2 separate regions of the Ovis aries genome follow, and region 1 is linked to region 2. Evidence: chromatin contacts called from public Hi-C data. All regions are on one chromosome and are shown on one strand. The core of a region is the stretch at or near the end of the contact, and the rest is flanking DNA. Distances in the headings are between cores, read along the strand shown.

Region 1 (3,232 bases), core at 335-2,834, 79 kb before region 2:
CAAATGGGAGTGAAGACTAATGTGGATCCCTTTGGCCACAAAGGAATGGGGGAGAAGAGGTGAAGCCTCAGGAATGGCCTCAAGCCACTGAAAACATAGCCATATATGAATATGCTGCCCTGATTTGGGGAAGTGTTAATTACTGAGAATCAAATAGGTGATGGACTTTAAAAACATTTGACAGAATCCTCAGTAGTCTAAGATGTGGTGAGTATGGTTATTATGCTCAGTTTATAACTGAGGAATAAATTCAAAGGTAGACTTGCTCACAAATAACTGTTTTGTGGCAGAACCAAATTCTACATCTAGCACCTAGTGTGGCTGATTCCAAAGCCCATGTGGTTTCCACTACATTGTGGGGACACTTGTGATAAATTCATCTATTTGCAGTGTGAACTAGACTAAAGGAAGTCCTATCTCATTTTTCCTCAATCTCTCAGAATTTTAATTTTTATCATATTGAACATGGCTACCATTTCCAAATTAAGAGTTCAAAAGTTGATGAAGTCTAACTTCAACAACAGTTTATAAAATACCTTAACTAGCAGGGGTAAGTACTTAAAAAAAATTAACTAATATTAAATTTCTTCATGGCCTAAGTGATAGTTATGTCTCTAAAGATTACCTGTGCGATTTAGAATTGTATCTTAGAACCAGATTTTAAATGTACTCATTTTATAAATAGCTTGCTGAAAGTTTAAAGGGATTACCTTATGAATCCTTTTGTAAAGAGCAGAACTTGTTACTTTACAAAACTGGATTATCAACTGCATGGACAGCTTGCTGCTGCTAATCAGAAATCAGAAGAGTTATAGTAGTATCCCTTATACCGGTTGTGGTTAAGTGCCAAACAACAACAACAACAAATCCTCCCCCAAAATACTGATAAATAAGGCTGGATGCTGGCTAGGTCACTTAAGACCAGATCTATGACTGAACCATCTGGTTTACTTTTCTATCTATGCCATGAAGCTTGCAGAATCTTTGTTCCCTGACTAGCGATTGAACTTGGAGCCACGGGAGTGAAAAGTGTCAAGTTCTCACCAGTGGACTGCCAGGGAATTCCTATCATTCTGATTTCACACTTTCAAAGATTATAATGCAAAGATGATGGATTACTTTAAATCTGTATTATTTTTACTAAACTTCTCTTTTTTCATTAGAAAGACAAGCTTACTGTGGAAAACTTAGAAAATATAGGAAAAATATAAAAATGAAAATATATATCTTCCATAACTTCAGAGTTAAAAAGATTCTGGTGCATTTCCTCCTCCCAGAGTTTCAGGGTTCTCACAGCTCTTTTGATACACACACACACACACACACACACACACACACAGCCTTTTACAAACTTCATGAAGAAACAGAGATCTTTTATTATTTTTTTTATTTTTTAAATTTTAAAATCTTTAATTCTTACATGCCAGAGATCTTTTAAATGTCTACATCTGTGATCTGTGTAAGCGATATGCTTGATAGATAAAGGAGAAGTTAATTATCCAAAGTCACACAGGCAGCATATGGTCAGGCTAGGGATAGAAGCCAGGTACCCTTTGCCACATGATGGCAGCAATGATGCTACTTCTGCTGGAATCTAATGAGAGCTCAGAGAGGCCTCAAGGTCATACCTAGTCAGGAACTGTGGTTACTGACAGGAAGCTCAGGGGGTGGCCTTGTGGTTCATCCCCAGGGGAGTTAAGAAAGACTGCCTTCTGAGGTACTGTTATAGAGTTTTATGTTTGACTTTTCAGTACACCTTATTCACCACGATGTACTAGGTACCTGTGAGTATATCTCAGAAAATCCAACATGTTGGCACGAACTTTCCTGACTAAATGCCTTTTAGGAAGACATGAGGCAATTTCTGGTCTATGGTCCAGTAGACCTCAGCCTCAGTAGCAGTCTGTAATCACCATGTTTTTCAGAAACTGTGGAATAAAGCAGCTGAGCTCTGAGGAGGAAAATGAGGCAGTCTGCAAAGATCATCAGACAAAGTTTGTAAGTGGCATACAACTCAAGTGTAGCAGTTACAAACATAAATATGAAGTTAAACTGTCTGGGTTCACATGCCAGTTCTGACAATACGATTGTCTGCACTCTTGAAAATCACTCAACTTTTCAGGGCCTCAGTTTCTTACCTATAAAATGGTAATTTCATAAGTTACTAAAAAATATATACTAAAGAACTAACATATTTGTGTAAACTTCCGAAACATAAACTATTTCTTTTAAAAAATGTAAAATAATCAGAGATCTATGGAGAAACAGAGCTTTATGGATCAACAAGAGATTCCATGGCTCCCAAGTACAATTAAAAGTTTTAAAAAAGAAGGAAAAGGAAAGGAAGAAGATAAAGAACAAAAAGAGACAATCTATTTGAGAGAAAGGCAAGTCAGGAAACAGAATAAAATTAATGCATCACCTTAAAAATCACAGGCCTCCCGTTTCTCTCACTACCTCTTTCTTTTCAAAGTCCTCCTTCCATTATAAAGTCTACTGGGAAAGTTTCTTAACCTAGACCCTTTAGACAAACATGTCATATGAGTAGTAAAATGGGGACCTGCTATAATAGAAAGGAGAGACAACTGTTGAATTCTCTGGCAATGGAAAATATTTGGGGACTTATTAATAAGATTAATAGATGTGAGGACTTCCCTGATGGTCCAGTGGCTAAGACTTAATGCTCCCAATTCAGTGGGCCTGGGTTTGATTTCTGTTGAGGGAACTAGATTCCACATGTCGCAACTAAGAGGTCACATGCTATAACTAAAGATCCTCATGCCACAACTAAGACCAGATACAGACAAATAAATAAATATATTTTTTTAAAAAAAAGAATAACAGACATGACAAATTCAACTAGCATCACAGTAAGCATTATATGTACATTATCTCATTTCCTTCTCTATCACCCAACCCAATCATATTATATCCACATGTTTCAGGCTCAGAAAGGTAAGACGTGTTCAGGGACACATGGCGCTGGGACCCAGCTCCATCCAGGCTTTAATCACCAAGCTTCCAGCACAAATACTAAAGATGGGCTGTGAGCACTTGAGCAGGAGAGGCACTGTGTATAGACTAAGTCTCTATCACTGGCATATGACTGAGACTTATCTTAGGGAAGCTCTGCTCTGTGGGCCTCTGCTACCAGTTACAGCCAAGGCAGCATTAAAACATGAAGCAGATTTTTTAGAAGTTTGGGAATGGATACCTATAAGTACATGAAATG
Region 2 (2,940 bases), core at 68-2,567:
TTACAGCTCCTTTTGTGGTTGCGATTTTGCATGTGTGTGCGCCAGACTTACCTAAGGTTCGGACAGGGGTAGTACGACGGCTGGGGAGTTATAACAGCACATTGCATTCCGGGTCGGTGCTCGCAGGGAGACACACTCCTGAAGGAAGAAACGGTGGGCAGGAAGGAGTTGGGCCTTTTGATTTCTCTCCACACCCCAGCCCAGACCAAGACCCTGAGCAGCGTGTCTTGGTCTGTTCAGGTATCTGTCCTACGGCTCGGAGATCCTCCCCTCCAGCCTCCTGACCCTTCAAGATCTCGAAGTATTGCCTCCGGGAAGACACCTGAAAGTCCCTCTCCCCACAAGGCCGGGTTTCTGCCGCCCAGGCTGGCCACGGAGAACGCTGTACTCTGGGGAGGGTTGGGGGTCCAGTCATTGAGGATCCTGGATCCTCGCTTATCGAGGAGGCGATTTTCTGAGGCTTAAGCACTTTCTCCCTCCTCCATACCCTTGTGAGTGATAAGACCCAGTTTCACTCAATACATCAGGCTCTCTCAGCCTGGGGAGGGACGGGGTGTCCCCACAGGGTTAGGGACAGTGTTCAGGACCCCCTCCCCCTTTCGCAGTTCTCTAGGCAGACGCGGATGTTGGAGTTCTCGCAGGCTCAGCCCGCCTTGTCTAACGCCAGGTGCAGGGAGATTGATGGCAATCTGAGCTTCTGCTGAGCGCCCGAGCCTCAGTTTCCTCCACAATAACACGCGAGGCTGTCTATCTCCAGAGGTGGTACGGGGCTCCGAGGAGGCCAGGACCCTTCTGTTACCCACGCGGTCACCATTTCCTTGCCCTCTCAGAACCCAACGATAACCCTGCCGATGTACCAACCACGAGGCCCAGGAATAGGGGACACTATTCTGAGGACACGTGGTGCTCCGCAAGCTAGAACCTGCGTCTCCAGGGCCTGGTGGCCAGGTTGGGGGCAGGGCCAGCGAGCGAGGGAACGGGATGAAATTGGTGCGCGGGATTTGTTCCTCCAAGAAGCTCTCCAGCGGAGCCTCCAGAAGACAAACAAGAGCCAGGTGGACCTTGAGCCTAGCTGGTTCAGGTCTCTAGCCTCAGCAGTCTGCTCAGGCCATGAGGCCCGAGGAAGGGACAGGGAGGCGCCCAGTAAGGGGACCGCGCGGGCTGGAGGCGGAGTGGGGTCTGACACAGACGCCAGGCAGAGCTAGAAGTGGCGCGGGATGCCAAGCCCGCAGGGGAGGCGGGGCGGGGTAGGGCTGGGCTCTGGGGGCGGGGCTTGTTTGGGGGCGGGGCCCGGCGACGGCGCGGCCCTGCGAACCTTACAGTAGGCAGCTCTGTGCATAAAGGCCGCAGGCGGCGTTCCGTGCAGGGTGGCCCGGAGACGGAGTAGTCCATCCCACGCAGACAATAGTGGCGGCCGGAGCAAGCGCTCTCATATCCCTGAAAGGGCAGGCGGCCCGGCAGCGGGTCCACACACCCGCAGCGGGGCGTGATCTGCGGCAGCGGCTGGTTTCGTGACAGCGAGTTCAGCATGTTCACCACTACCTCGCGCTCTGAGCCCGCGAGCCCCGAGCCCAGAAGACCCAGACACAAAGTCATAGGAACGGCCAGAGAGGAGGTCAGAGACAGGAAGAGATGGAGACACAAACCGAAACAGGGTTACAACCTCTTCAAGGCCCCCAACATTTGTTCTATACTTCGAGGCTCCATCCCTCCGGCCTTCTGGTCTACCCACTTCCCACCGCTTTCCCTCCATCTGTTACCGTAGGCATTGAGTCTCTCCGGTTTAGGAGGATACACCAAGGGCATTCCTCGAACCACTGTCTCCATCCCGGCCTCCTGGAAGTGGCACAAACGCTACCTCAAGTTCTGACCCGGAAGAATTCCTCCCTTGGTGGGTTCTCCCAGAACACCCAGACTAATCCCAGGCCGCGCCTTCTACTCTTCTGCGCTCTGAGTGTTTGGGGTTGTCTCCGGGCAACGCAGTTTATTCCGCCTCCCTGGGGGGTGGGCATGGGGGTGGGGGAAGTGGAGCTGTAGGTGGACCCGGTCTGGACCTGGGTCCCTGACATCCCTGTCTCCGCGTTTGCCTTTGATTTGATCCCTCCTTAATCTAGCCGACTCTGTGTCACTGTGTCTCTCTAAAAGGAGTTTTAAAATATTGCATTGTTGCCTGTCCATCAGAATCATTTAAGGATCTTGTGAAAAATTCTGATTCTTGAGAAAGTTCTAATTCAGAAGGGTTCAGTTAACCTGAGGTCAGCCATCAACCTACAGCTAAGAGCCCCTATTCTAGCCTGCAATCCTCTCATATTCCTTCTTTCTTGATGCCTGAGGTCATGTCCGGACTCTTTCCTATGTCCTTGGAAGACTGTCCTGAATCTCTCTGCTCTGCTGGATGGCCTTGTTCTGCCTCCTTTTGTCCTTGTTATCATCACAAACGAGGGAAGAGAGGAGCAGGTAGACTCAGCTTATCACTGACTCCTTGGCCAGACCACTAGAGAGGGGCCAGGTGGCAAGCTTCAGGAAGGTAGCATGTCAAGGAGTTCACACCAGCCCCTGTCTCCACACAGCCTAGCCAGAGATTAGGACCCTGGAGACCCAGTTGCTAGAGATTGGGATGCAAGGGCCCAGCACAGCTTCACTCCTGAGCTCCCTTGTTTCCTAGGAAACATAAACCCTATTGTCACAAGTGGGAAAAGGCCTTGGAACCTTGGTGGGAAAGGGATGAGAAACTAATGGTGAAATGTCAGACCCTGTGATTTGGGAGGCAGATGGTGGGGGTGCCATCCCAGGCCCCAGGCATCTTTGCTGGGCACAGTAGGTACCTTAGGCAGCCGGGGAAGGTATGTGGTACATTTGTCCCAGCAGTTGTAAGGTCCCATCCTCCATGTGTTATACCGGTTACTGCACAGGTAGTTTGGGTTGCCACACAGGTAGTTT

The links. Hi-C and Micro-C count contacts between places; a contact is called where the count stands out from the background.
Region 1: a Hi-C map of blood shows a contact between it and region 2, with 4 times the contacts expected there. The contact joins two enhancer-like sites. A contact is called at or near these places in 5 of 16 Hi-C or Micro-C datasets (blood and hypothalamus).

What each region holds. Positions count from the first base shown.
Region 1 is chr2:37,259,088-37,262,319 of ARS-UI_Ramb_v3.0, reverse strand. All of the region lies in intron 7 of KIF24 (kinesin family member 24), which reads right to left. Among named protein-coding and RNA genes, the nearest start is that of KIF24, 50 kb to the right of the region's middle. Within about 2 kb of position 1,584, at least 4 of the 54 cell types and tissues checked have an H3K27ac peak or open chromatin away from gene starts, as enhancers often do.
Region 2 is chr2:37,180,553-37,183,492 of ARS-UI_Ramb_v3.0, reverse strand. SPMIP6 (sperm microtubule inner protein 6) reads right to left here. Exons shown (of 5, transcript XM_060410870.1): 1 at 2,826-2,940; 2 at 1,761-1,836; 3 at 1,316-1,550; 4 at 52-138. The coding sequence starts at 2,882. Among named protein-coding and RNA genes, the nearest start is that of SPMIP6, 14 kb to the right of the region's middle. Within about 2 kb of position 1,317, at least 19 of the 54 cell types and tissues checked have an H3K27ac peak or open chromatin away from gene starts, as enhancers often do.